3 separate regions of the Sus scrofa genome follow, and regions 1 and 2 are each linked to region 3. The links are chromatin contacts, called in public targeted proximity ligation maps. All regions are on one chromosome and are shown on one strand. The core of a region is the stretch at or near the end of the contact, and the rest is flanking DNA. Distances in the headings are between cores, read along the strand shown. Region 1 overlaps ETV6 (transcription factor ETV6). Region 2 has its middle 58 kb from the start of BCL2L14. Region 3 overlaps ETV6 (transcription factor ETV6).

The links.
Region 1: a targeted proximity ligation map of alveolar macrophages shows a contact between it and region 3. A contact is called at or near these places in 1 of 5 promoter capture datasets (liver), 2 of 47 Hi-C or Micro-C datasets (alveolar macrophages and liver) and 1 of 2 datasets of targeted methods (alveolar macrophages).
Region 2: a contact with region 3 is called in a targeted proximity ligation map of alveolar macrophages. A contact is called at or near these places in 2 of 47 Hi-C or Micro-C datasets (epiblast stem cells and fetal heart ventricle) and 1 of 2 datasets of targeted methods (alveolar macrophages).

Annotation. Positions count from the first base shown.
Region 1 is chr5:60,602,576-60,606,308 of Sscrofa11.1, forward strand. All of the region lies in intron 2 of ETV6 (transcription factor ETV6), which reads right to left. Among named protein-coding and RNA genes, the nearest start is that of ETV6, 170 kb to the right of the region's middle.
Region 2 is chr5:60,414,078-60,417,754 of Sscrofa11.1, forward strand. No RefSeq gene overlaps it. Among named protein-coding and RNA genes, the nearest start is that of BCL2L14, 58 kb to the left of the region's middle.
Region 3 is chr5:60,530,743-60,534,227 of Sscrofa11.1, forward strand. ETV6 (transcription factor ETV6) reads right to left here. Exons shown (of 8, transcript XM_005652587.3): 6 at 3,323-3,465; 7 at 1,074-1,174. Among named protein-coding and RNA genes, the nearest start is that of BCL2L14, 170 kb to the left of the region's middle.

The DNA of each region.
Region 1 (3,733 bases), core at 801-3,300, 72 kb after region 3:
TTAAAGTCTCCTCATTGTCTATTGCACCTGTCTTACTATATAAGGTTTCCCTGAAGGAAAATGATACAAACCACATCTCACAACAAAGCCTGAGACAGAGGTACAGAGCCCAAGGGGGGCCATGGATCTGAGCCACTGCCACGTGGAGGCTAAACTACTGTCAGTCTCTGAAGGACAGTGTCAAACCCTGGCAGACTCAGAACACCTAGGAGAGCAGGGCTAAGATTTCAAAGAGTAACGGTGGGGAGTATCTTGGGTGATGTGTCCACCTGGGGTGAGCACAGTTATGGTATTTCATACCTGCCCGAAGAAGAAATTTTGTTTCCCGGTCGGATTTGAGATGTAATCATCTGTAGTTTGGACCCAAAATATTAGAATCCTTAAAAAAAAAAAAAAGAAACAAAAAAAACAAAAACAGAGTTTGGTTTACAATGCCTGGAAAAGAGAAAGTATTTTAAATAGGCACCACTCGGGGAAGTTACAGTGGACATACACTTGGACTCCCTTCAGAAAGATTTGAATACAATAAAATAGACACGACAAACTCTCCTGAATACAATTTAATCTTCCTTTGATTCCTGAGTGGGTAAAATTCAGATCTTAAGTTCAGGGTCACTATCATAAACATCAGCTGTCATTGCACTGGTGAAATATGCAATGTGCCAGTTAATAATAGCTTTACAAATTCACAGAAGATCAGATAATAGAGGTTTTACTGTAACAGGGTTCATGATGGTTAAAAGAATCAATGCATTTTCCAAAAGAGCCTAAATCATTTCTAGGAAGTAACTCATGCTCTGCGAGAATAGGGCAGGATTTACAAGGAAGTGCTTGGTACTCCCTGGAAGGAAAAGTGCTATATAATTGTAAGCTGTTCTTTATTCTGTGCCTGAGGTCCTATCCACTACCCATACAGGCTCTCCTTAAATGGAGTGGAAGATTTCTCCAGCCTTTCCTAGATCCAAGGAACAGAATGCAGCTCAGGATAGGCATATCACGAGAAGAAATCTATTCAAGGTCACGTGTGGAAGGACCCTTTGCTTAAAGGAATTTGGGCTGGAAAAGAGTTCTCGGCTCTGGCTTGAAGAAAAAGAGAGGAGGCAGTGCAGGAGAGAGGGAGGGAGGGAGAGTCACCCCACATGCTACTCGGCCACCAAGGACAGAGTTTCTGCGCGGTTTCATTAGAACATGAAACCTATTCTGTCGACTATGAGTCCACTGTGAGCTGAAAAGGAGTTAGTTCACTTCCTTAGCATCTGGGGTCCCATCATTCTGAGTCATGGCCACATTAACTCTGCTACTGAAAAAGCAAGAGCTTGGCAGCACAGCCAAGCCCACGGTCACGGTGCCCATCCCATCACGCAGGCAAGCAGGTTTCCCCCAAGTGCAGTTCAGTAAGATGGGGTGCCCTGGGGGATGGGCTGCGGAGGGGAAGGGTGAGGGGAGGGGGCTTTCTGTTCAAAGCTGGCTACTTTCTCTGTAGAATTCAATTCTCCCCAACTGGGGAGGATGGAAATCTCTGATTTCCTGTATCTCTTCTAAAACAATGAGGCTCTCCCACCCCCATCCTGGGAGGGCAGCTTAGCTGTGGCTCAGGGCTCTGGCTGAAGGGAACTGGCCTGGCTGAGCAGCCACTCAGCAAAGGGAGGACATTCATACAGGGCTTCCTGGGGCCTCATGGATGTCAGGGCGCCCTGCCGCTCAATCATGTAGCAGGAAATCACTAAGCTATGAGGATAAAGACCAGTCGGGGTCCCTGTGCAGCTTTAGGGCAGGTTTCTATTTCCCCTTGTGGTGGAGAAGCGGCTTCCAAACTGCATTCAAACAATACAGTCTCCAGCAAGGAAGAAATGAAACCCTTTAAATCTTCAGCCCTTGGAGCAGTACGCTCCCCTGCTGCTCTCAGCCTTTTGTTACAGTCTCAGGAATGTGTACTTAATAGAGAAAGCGTGGTTTTGTGGCTGCTCTGAAAGAATACCAAGGTGGGTAGGACAGACCTGCCTCTCACAAGAAACCCTCCCACTGGCTGACGGTGGCCCATGCTGGGGCCATGAGGAAAGCCACCAGGGACAGTGCACCCCCAGTCCTCTCCCCAAAGTGCTGGACTGAGAGGCAGGAAATAATCCCAAACAAGCCTTAAATGCATTTGAGGGAAGGTGTGTTGGTGAGAGGAGTGGCTCTAAGGAGGTCTGCCATACCGCTGGCAGTGACTAATGCGGGGGGGGGGGGTACCCGAGAATGTAACCTCCCTCAAGGGGCCTGTGCACAAAAAAGGCAGTCTGCTTCCTGTGATTTAGCCTAACAGCACCCAGCCCAAATATTGCAAGGACTAGTGGTGGAAGGGACCTGAGAGCTTATGCTCCCCAGCCTTCTGGTAAGAAGGCAAGATTCCCATGAGGAGTGTGAAGACATTTCCCAAAAGGGGGAAATGGCTAATAAAAATGGATAAGGGAAGGATAAAAAGTATTCTGAGCAAGCAGAGAAAGGTTCCTGATGAACAAATACCTCATTCCACATAAAACATTTTAGAGTGTTACATAAACTTTCGGTAAAGCCAAGGCTTAGAATTCGTCAGCATTAGGACACTGCTACTGCCACGTGCGTGCATCTGATTTCAAAGGGATGCTTTCAGACAGGGGGAGCCTTATGCACAATTCTGAAGCAGGCAAATTCCACCTTGGCTCCCCAGTTCTTTGCCCTTTTCCCTTCAATGACAGGATATGGTGGAATGAGAAGCAGTGCAGGCTTTGGGTCAGGCAGCTCTGGTTTTAAGTCCCAGCCCTGGCCCAGACTAGCTAGCATATGACCCCAGCAGGACACTTCATTTCCTGTCTTCATTTCCTAATCTGTAAAAAGTGGATCTCAACTCACACGGATTGCTGTGAAAATTACATGTGTGAAAGTGCTGGGTCCCCAGCAGGACTCAGAAAAGTTGCCTTTCTTTTCTTCTTTCTTCCCTTCTCTCCCTCTCCCCGAAACTTGTGTCGTGATCTACACATCCCTGTTTCCTCTCACCCCTCATCCCCCCATCCATTAAAATACGCTTCCAGGAAGAGATCTAAAAATGATTAATGTTCGAGTGAAATGACCACCCAGAGCTTAATGAGCCATCTCCCTGGTCTCTGGGCTTTTTAAAACAAAAATCCATGTTCAAGGGTAGAAATCCAGGCACTGAAGGAAGGACCAAGAGGTTTTCCAAAGGCAGAAAGTCTTTTCTGGAAACTGTGAAAAATGGACAGAAAAGCAGATGACCCCAGTGGCAGGGTCACCAGAAAATGTTCCAAAAGACACTACTTCTTGGAATGATTACCAGGCTTTGCGAAATTGTCTTTCCCTTTCCTATTGACTGCCAAGGGCTATATTTATGGAAACAGAGGATTTCTCATTTTTAGTTAGATTCTAAATGAGTCCCATAATCTAGATACCAGAAGAGCATGAGGTAAAAGCAGAAAGACTAGTTGAGGTTGAGATCCTGTTATAAACAATACCTGGGAGATAAGAGCTGGAGAACAAAAAAACACAGAGGACCAATTATTTGCTGTATCACTGCTATGGTGGTGGCATGAGGCTTTGTTTTAATAAATGTCATGCATCTAAGAGTTCGAAGAACTTTCTAACGATTGGTGTTGTTTCAAAATGGCAAGACTGCCTGTGAGACACTGAGGTCTCACCCTTAGAAGTGTCCAGGCAGAAGGTGGATGGTCACCACTCAGCAAAGCCACAGGTGGAACAC
Region 2 (3,677 bases), core at 749-3,248, 120 kb before region 3:
GATAATATGAGAAAAAGAATGTATACATGTATGTGACTGGGTCACCTTGCCGTGCAGTAGAAAATTGACAGAACACTGTAAACCAGCTATAATGGAAAAAATAAAAATCATTACTAAAAAATATATAATTATTAATGAAAAATAAAAAATTAAAATATGCCCATGAGACATGTCCAAAGATTTATGAACCCTAAATAAGTGATGTTCATGGCATCCTTCTGATCTAGGTACTCAATAAATGTTTCTTAAATTTAATTTTTAGAAAGGGGAAGAAGCCCTGCACAGGTCAGGGAGCAGATGAAATTGAGGTTGGGGGGGATGACGGTGTTAGCGAGGGACTCAGGCAGCTGAGCTCCGGCAGCAGAGGTGGAGCTGAGGGACAAGGTCATAGGTGGCAGGAAAATCAGGGCTTGTTGAAAATGCAGAGGTGGGACTGAGGTGGGGTGAGGAGACACTCAGCACTCTCCCGGGGGTCCCCGGGGGTGCTGGGGGTGCTGTTACCTGAGACGATGAGAAGGAAAATCAGTCTGAGTTTCACAGATGTACAAGAACGTTGGCGGAATACATTCCCCCCCCCCCCCCCCGGAGTCTTTTCCCTTCCAATTCTGCCTTTGATTTCAGATTTCCACTGATAACTGCTGAATTAGGAGAGCACGCCTTCTAGGATGTTCTGGAGGCGGTGGGGGAGCCGTGATGATGTCATTTTCCCTGAGGAACTTGTACACTGTGACATCCCTCCTTTTTTTTTTTTTTTTTTTTTTTTTTTTTTTTTGGTCTGTCCAGGGCTGCACCTATGGCATATGGAGGTTCCCAGGCTAGGGGTCTAATCAGAGCTGTTGCTGCCGGCCTACACCAGAGCCACAGCAACGCCAGATCTGAGCCATGTCTGCAACCTACACCACAACTCATGGCAATGCTGGATCCTTTAACCCACTGAGCAAGGCCAGGGAGCGAACCTGCAACCTCATGGTTCCTAGTCAGGTTCATTTCCGCTGAGCCACGACGGGAACTCCTTTCCTTCATTTTTTTTTTCAAGTTTTATTGACGTATCGTTGATTGACAAGGTTGTGGTCATTTCTGTTGTGCTACAAAGGGATTGATTCACTTATACACAAACACACATCTATTCTCTTACAGAGTCTTTTCCCACATGGGTTATCACAGAATGTTGGGTAGAATTCTCTGATGACACCCCTCTTTGAGTTGACCCGGCTGGATCCTTTCTACTTGTTTAGCTTCAGCTTTGAAGCGGAACATCTATTTGCCTGTCACACACTGGTCTCTTCGGGTGTCCAACTCATTCTGGTTTGCTGGGGACTTTCCTAGTTTTCATAACGAAAGTCCTGCCTCCTGTGTATCCTTTTAGTCCCAGGCAGACTTGGGCTGTTGGTCACCCCAGATGTCCGTGAAGTGCTGGGACGGTTTGATGTGTGCACAGAACATTCTAGATGGTCCTGGGTAGGAAATGCATTTGCTGCAACAAAGCATAGCTCTTGTCCTCTCTGCCCAGACTGAGAGGGGCGCCTAAGGCCTGGGGAGGGGTGGAGGGCACAAGGCAGAGCCCAGTGTGGCTTTGTGTGTTGTCCCCATGGAGGTCACCCCAGGGCAGAAAGTGCCCAGCAGATAGAGGTGCTTCAAGCAAAGCTGCAGTCATCCAGCCATCTCCTTGTGGGACGGAGCCGGGCCTCCCAGGATTCATTGAATGGAGAAGCTGATGGGGAAATCCAGGAACTCGCAACCCCAGGTCAAGCTGGGCTCTCCCTCCCAGAGGCCACAGCCCATCACGTGCCGAAGTTTCCTGGGAGCGCTGCTCTTCCCAGGCTGCTTCCCTGTCACCGGCTGATGCTGCAGGAAGCTGGGGGAATCAAAAGAGCCGGAGCCACAGTCCTTCATGAAAACATGGGGTGTAAAACAAATGACCTCGGGTATCCTGAGGGGGGGTGTGGGCACAGAGGGCACGTGGAGGATTTCTCCCACTTTCCCCGCACTCCCGGCTCACCCCCTGGGGGGAGGGTGCAGGGTGGTGAAATCAAGCCTCGGTTCACTTCCTGTATGAAGCCCAAGGAAGTCTTTGGCAAATCTAATCCAAAAGTTATTGCTCAGGCCCAAATCCAGCAACCCCTTCATGCCCCCTTCCCCCAGGAAAGGTTAAATAGTTCCCACAGGGTGCAAGAAAGGGTTATTGAAAACAGCAGTTTTTTTTTTTTTTTTTTTTTTTTCCTTAACTTCAGCACTTCTGGTAAATCTCTGATCCAGCATCTAGTGGTTAACCACTGATACAGGAAATGACATTTAACGTTTTTATCACTCAGCCAGAAATGGAAGAACAAGGCAAGTCTGTGTTTAGGGAAGATGGATGGCTGCCCACCACCTTCATCTTAAAGGCGCGCCGGCTCTTTTCCCAGTTGCTCTGGGTGTTGGCTCACATCCCCCTTGGGCTGCTCCATGCTGACTGTGAAGAGGAAAGGCGGCAGAACGTTCAGGGCCTTGCTGCGCAGAAGGGGAGCCCAACTGTTGTCAGCTGTTGAGCGGCCCTGGGTTCCCCTTTTGCAGGAGCCGTTGCGTGTGGGGACAGGCAGGCAGGAAGTGAGTGTGGATGCCCTCGGTCCCAGGCGCCACAACCACAGCATCAGCCTGGGCTGGCGGAGCCCGGGGCCACCCGGTCGGAGTGAGGCTTTGAATGGAGCCCCGTCCACTGCTAAGCGGAGGATGGTCTGCACGGGGTCATCGCCTCCTCGCAGACAATCCGCGAAGCAAGAGCGTCGAACACCACAAACCACAGCAAGACAGTGCATTTGGTTTCGCTTGCAGTTTCCCTGGGTCACTGGGTTCTTCTCCATCGCTTTGTTGTTGTTGTTGTTGTTGTTGCCTTTTTTGGATGAGGGGTTTTCAGTGCAGCTGCAAAGTGGATTCCTTGTAAGAACAAAAATAACACCACCAACAACAGTAATAAACACTGAGATTGTTGAGTGGTAAATAGTCCAGATGCATGATCTTTACTTGCTCAGAGTCTAGAGCTGGTTGGCACCATAGCCAGGCAGGAGTTGAACCCAGGTGTGTGGTTGCCAAAGCCATCCTGCCCTCTGGTCATCTACTAGCAAGCCTGACCCCTGCCACACCCACTGGGCAGAGAATTGGGAGCCCCAGGGTCCTAACAGTGGGCACCCTGCCAGAGTGGGGGTGAGGAAGGTCAGTCAGTGCCTTGTTGGCAAAGATGGGTATCTTCCCATATTAACTAGGGCCCCAGGGTCTCTGATAAAATCTCTGGGTGCCGCCCTTTGCTTAGCAGGAACTCAGATGATCCTGATTTTGTGAGGAGTCACTCAGGTGCAAATTCCCCCTCGTCCTCCTGCTCTCTGCCATCTTCCTGCGAAGATTCCTGCCCTTCGGATATGTCTCCATCATCACAGCTGGCAGGATGGCGCAGTGGGCAAGCCCTGCCCTGGAAGGCAGGGAAGTTGGGTTCTGTGTCCCCTCTATGAAGCTGATGGCTTGGCGAGTCCCCTCTTTTCTGCTCTTCATTGTCTGGGGAGGACAGAGGTGAGGGCTGCTCACAGCCTCTTGGCACTTCAGTTCACCCATCTGTGTACTTGCTCTGCAGAGTAAGGACATCGAAAGAGCTCTGAGAAGAAAATTTATTCTTCCTTGGCATTCCGTTGTGGCTCAGTGGATAAGAA
Region 3 (3,485 bases), core at 504-3,003:
AAGCCTTGTTTGATGGGAACTTCTTGACAAGCCTTTTTTCGACTGTTCTTACTGCTCCTAAGTTATCATGCCTTCGCAGTGCTAAAGCCCAGGTTCACTGCACTTAGCCCAGTAAGCTCCTCAGTGTCATCCTGTCATCTTCTACCCAAACCCACATCTCTAGCCCCCTCCGTGACTCTCTTCTGTCCCACCTGCCAACACCCAGAACCTATGGTTGTGCTTGTGACCCCACCTTCTCCCGAGCTTCATGTGGTCTCACCACGTCAATCACACCAGGGTCAGAGGGCTACGTCCCCCTCTTCTGATTGGTCCTTTAGCTCCCTTCTCCTTCCTCTTTTATTGTTTCTCCTCTCTGGCACAGAACTTGGAATCACAATCTATGAGGTAGGTTAACCTGTCGGAACTCATTAGCTGTGCGGGATTTTGGAAAGAGGAGCGTCTAATGCAATAGCTTTCAGACTTTTGAACTGCCTCGTAAAGGGCAGTAGACTTGAGACCGACCTGGGCATGTATGTGTTAAAAAAGCAAATGTTAAAGCAATATACATATATGCCCAGGTCTGTCTCAAGTCCCTGGCGGTGCAGGGCAGCTGGCAGTGTGTATCATGAATGCAGGAGGCAGGAGAGCGGACCAGAGGTAGAGATTGTTGAATTCATCTAGGAGTCAATCATGCAGTCTAGACATCAGCCTACAGTGTCAGGGAAGCATGATAATAATATAATAATAATGCTCCTGCCTCGCTTTCATTTTCCAAGTCTCAAGGGAGTTGGGTCCTTGCTTTGCTGTTCGTTACTGATTGTTCCCTTTAACAGTGGATATAAAGGCCAGATAATACAATCTGAGCATTGCTTTATTTTAAAGGTGTGTTTATTCGTAGTTTTGTCTTTGGGATGGATATAAGTTAATTTTTTTTTTTTCAGTGTAACAAACCAGCATCTGGTATCCAGTGTGTAGCAGCAATGGTGCTGAGGATCAGATAGGCAGGTAGCAATCTGAACCATCTCCCTCCTCCCTCTTATTTGAAGAAAACAATATCCTCCCCAAAGAAGGAAAGCAGAAAAAGGAAGTGCTACCTGAACAAAAGCCTTTGTCCTGGCTCCTTCCTGATAATGTTTAGTTTGTAGTAGTGGCGCAGGGCTCTGGACATTTTCTCATAGGTCATGTTTGTTCTGTTCTGTTTGTTCAAAGGAGGAAGAGAGAGAGAAAAAAAAAAGCACAAAGACACAATGAAATGAACCTCAGAAAAGGTGCTGGAGGAGCTATTAAAATGCAGCTCTTCAGCTGCTCCTGGGGCCCTGCCAGTGGGGAAAGCTCCCTGCTAACCTGCTCCCTTCCAGGCCCACTGTGCTGCGTTTTCACCGACGCCAAGGCCCAGGTTTCTCCCGAGGTGACTCAGCCTTGGTCAGGAGGCTGGAGCTCCCGCTAACAAAGCACACCCACGGTGGCCTCTGGACTTCCTCTCCCAGGACTGCGCTCTGCTGTGCCTGAGGAATTTCCTGCAGACCACCCCTCCCTCCCCATTCTGGGGGGCATCCTTCACCTTCTGACCTGCAGAGAATTTCTTTTTTTTTTTCCTTTTTTTAAACATGACCTTTGTCCAACTTGTGTTTCTGGCTTGTCATTTTTAAGGAAGAGATTTTTTTTTTTGGTTTAAATTTCTGTTGTGGAAGCAAGAATCCAGTGGCTCCAGGCCCCGGGGCCAGGGCACACTGTGGGAGTTGTTGCAGAGCGATTTTTCTCAGTGACTCACGCGATGGAGCGTGTCAGTGGGACCTGGCCATATTTGGTCATAGCCTCTGGTAGGTCCTCCTCAGTGGGGCAAGAGCATGGGCTGCGGACCATGGAGGCTGCAGCCAGGGCAGAGCTGGGCTGTACCCTCTCTGTGCCCTCCCCATCTGGAGGTGAGACTTCAGGGTGCCTGGCCAACTTGGCCTCACATCTATCTGTCTGTGGGTAGGCTTGGGTCTTGGTTACTCAGCAGGGGGAAGTTCCCAGGTCAGGGATTGAACCTGGGCCACAGCAGTGACCTGAGCTGCTGCAGTGACAATGCCAGGTCCTTAACCCACTGTGCCACCAGGGAACTCCTCACTTAAAAAAAAAAGTCGCAATACAGATTTATCTATTAAAAATGTTTTTTGGCAGGGGACCACTTTGCTCTATTTTATTTTATTGTGGTAAGAACACTGAACATGAGATCTACCGTCTTAACAAATTTTTAGGTGCATAATACAGCAGCGTTAACCATAGGTAGTGTTGAACATCGGATTTCTAGAACTTAACTCATCTTGTTTAATGATTGATTAGTAATGCTGCTTTTCTGCCTCTCCCCAGGAGAGTTGCTTCCTGTGACTGGCTTATTTCACTTGACATGGCTGGACCTTGAGGACGCTATGCTGCAGAATCGCCTTTTTTAAGGCTGAATACTATTCCATTGCATGGATATAGCATGGTTTCTAGACCCATTCGTTCATCAGTGGATGTTTAGGTTGTTTTACACTTTATACCTATACACATTCACAGTTTTCATAACTTACAAAAGACTATATATATATACGTTGTCTTTTTAGGGCTGCACCTGTGGCATATGGAAGTTCCCAGGCTAGGGGTCGAATTGGAGCCGTAGGCTGCAGCCATAGCCACAGTAATGCTGGATTTGAGCCGCATCCACAGCCTATGCTGCACCTTGAGGCAATGCTGGATCCTTAACCCACTGACCAAGGCCAGGGATTGAACCCACATCCTCATGGACACTTACTAGATGGGTTCTTAACCTGTTGAACCACAACGGGAACTCCAACGATATCTTTAAATTTGATTCCCTCCCCTCTATGTGGAAAATTCTGGGGCAGTCAGACTTCTTGCACTGTTTGCTTTTAAAGGAGATGTTTTCAAGTCAGGATAAGTATTTTCCATGTAGAATGGGGCTTTGGCAGCCACAGGGCTTTCTAACGGAGCAGAACAGAAGCGATACTTCCAAAGCCCCTGTGGGTCACAGAGTCCTGCAGGGCATCCCTGGTACCCAGTTCTTAATGCTGGCGTGGGCGGCAGGGCCAGGCCACGGGAGGGAGTGATGGTTCCTCCTAACGAGCCCTATCAGGCGGGGATGTGCTGAGTTAACTGGCACCTGGCACAAGGGCCAAATGGAAAGGGGCATCTTTAATTATTTCCTTCCCTTTGCAAACTGTCTAATTGTTTGTCCAGTGAAGAATAAACTAGCTAATTACTGCCAGACTTAGGAAGCAGAAGACAATTATCCTCCAACCCAGGGATGAAGGCGGGACTTGGCCCTTGTTTACAGGACACATATCTGCGGCCCTTTTACCTTATGGTTTCCCCACAGTCGAGCCAGTCCATTGGGATCCACTATCCGGAATATTTTGGATTCTTTGTCCTCCCATCGGATGAAGTTTTCGTACCGGCTGTCAGAAAGCAACTGATAGACGTAATCCCAAAGCAGTCTACAGTCTACAGAGGAAAAGGGCGAG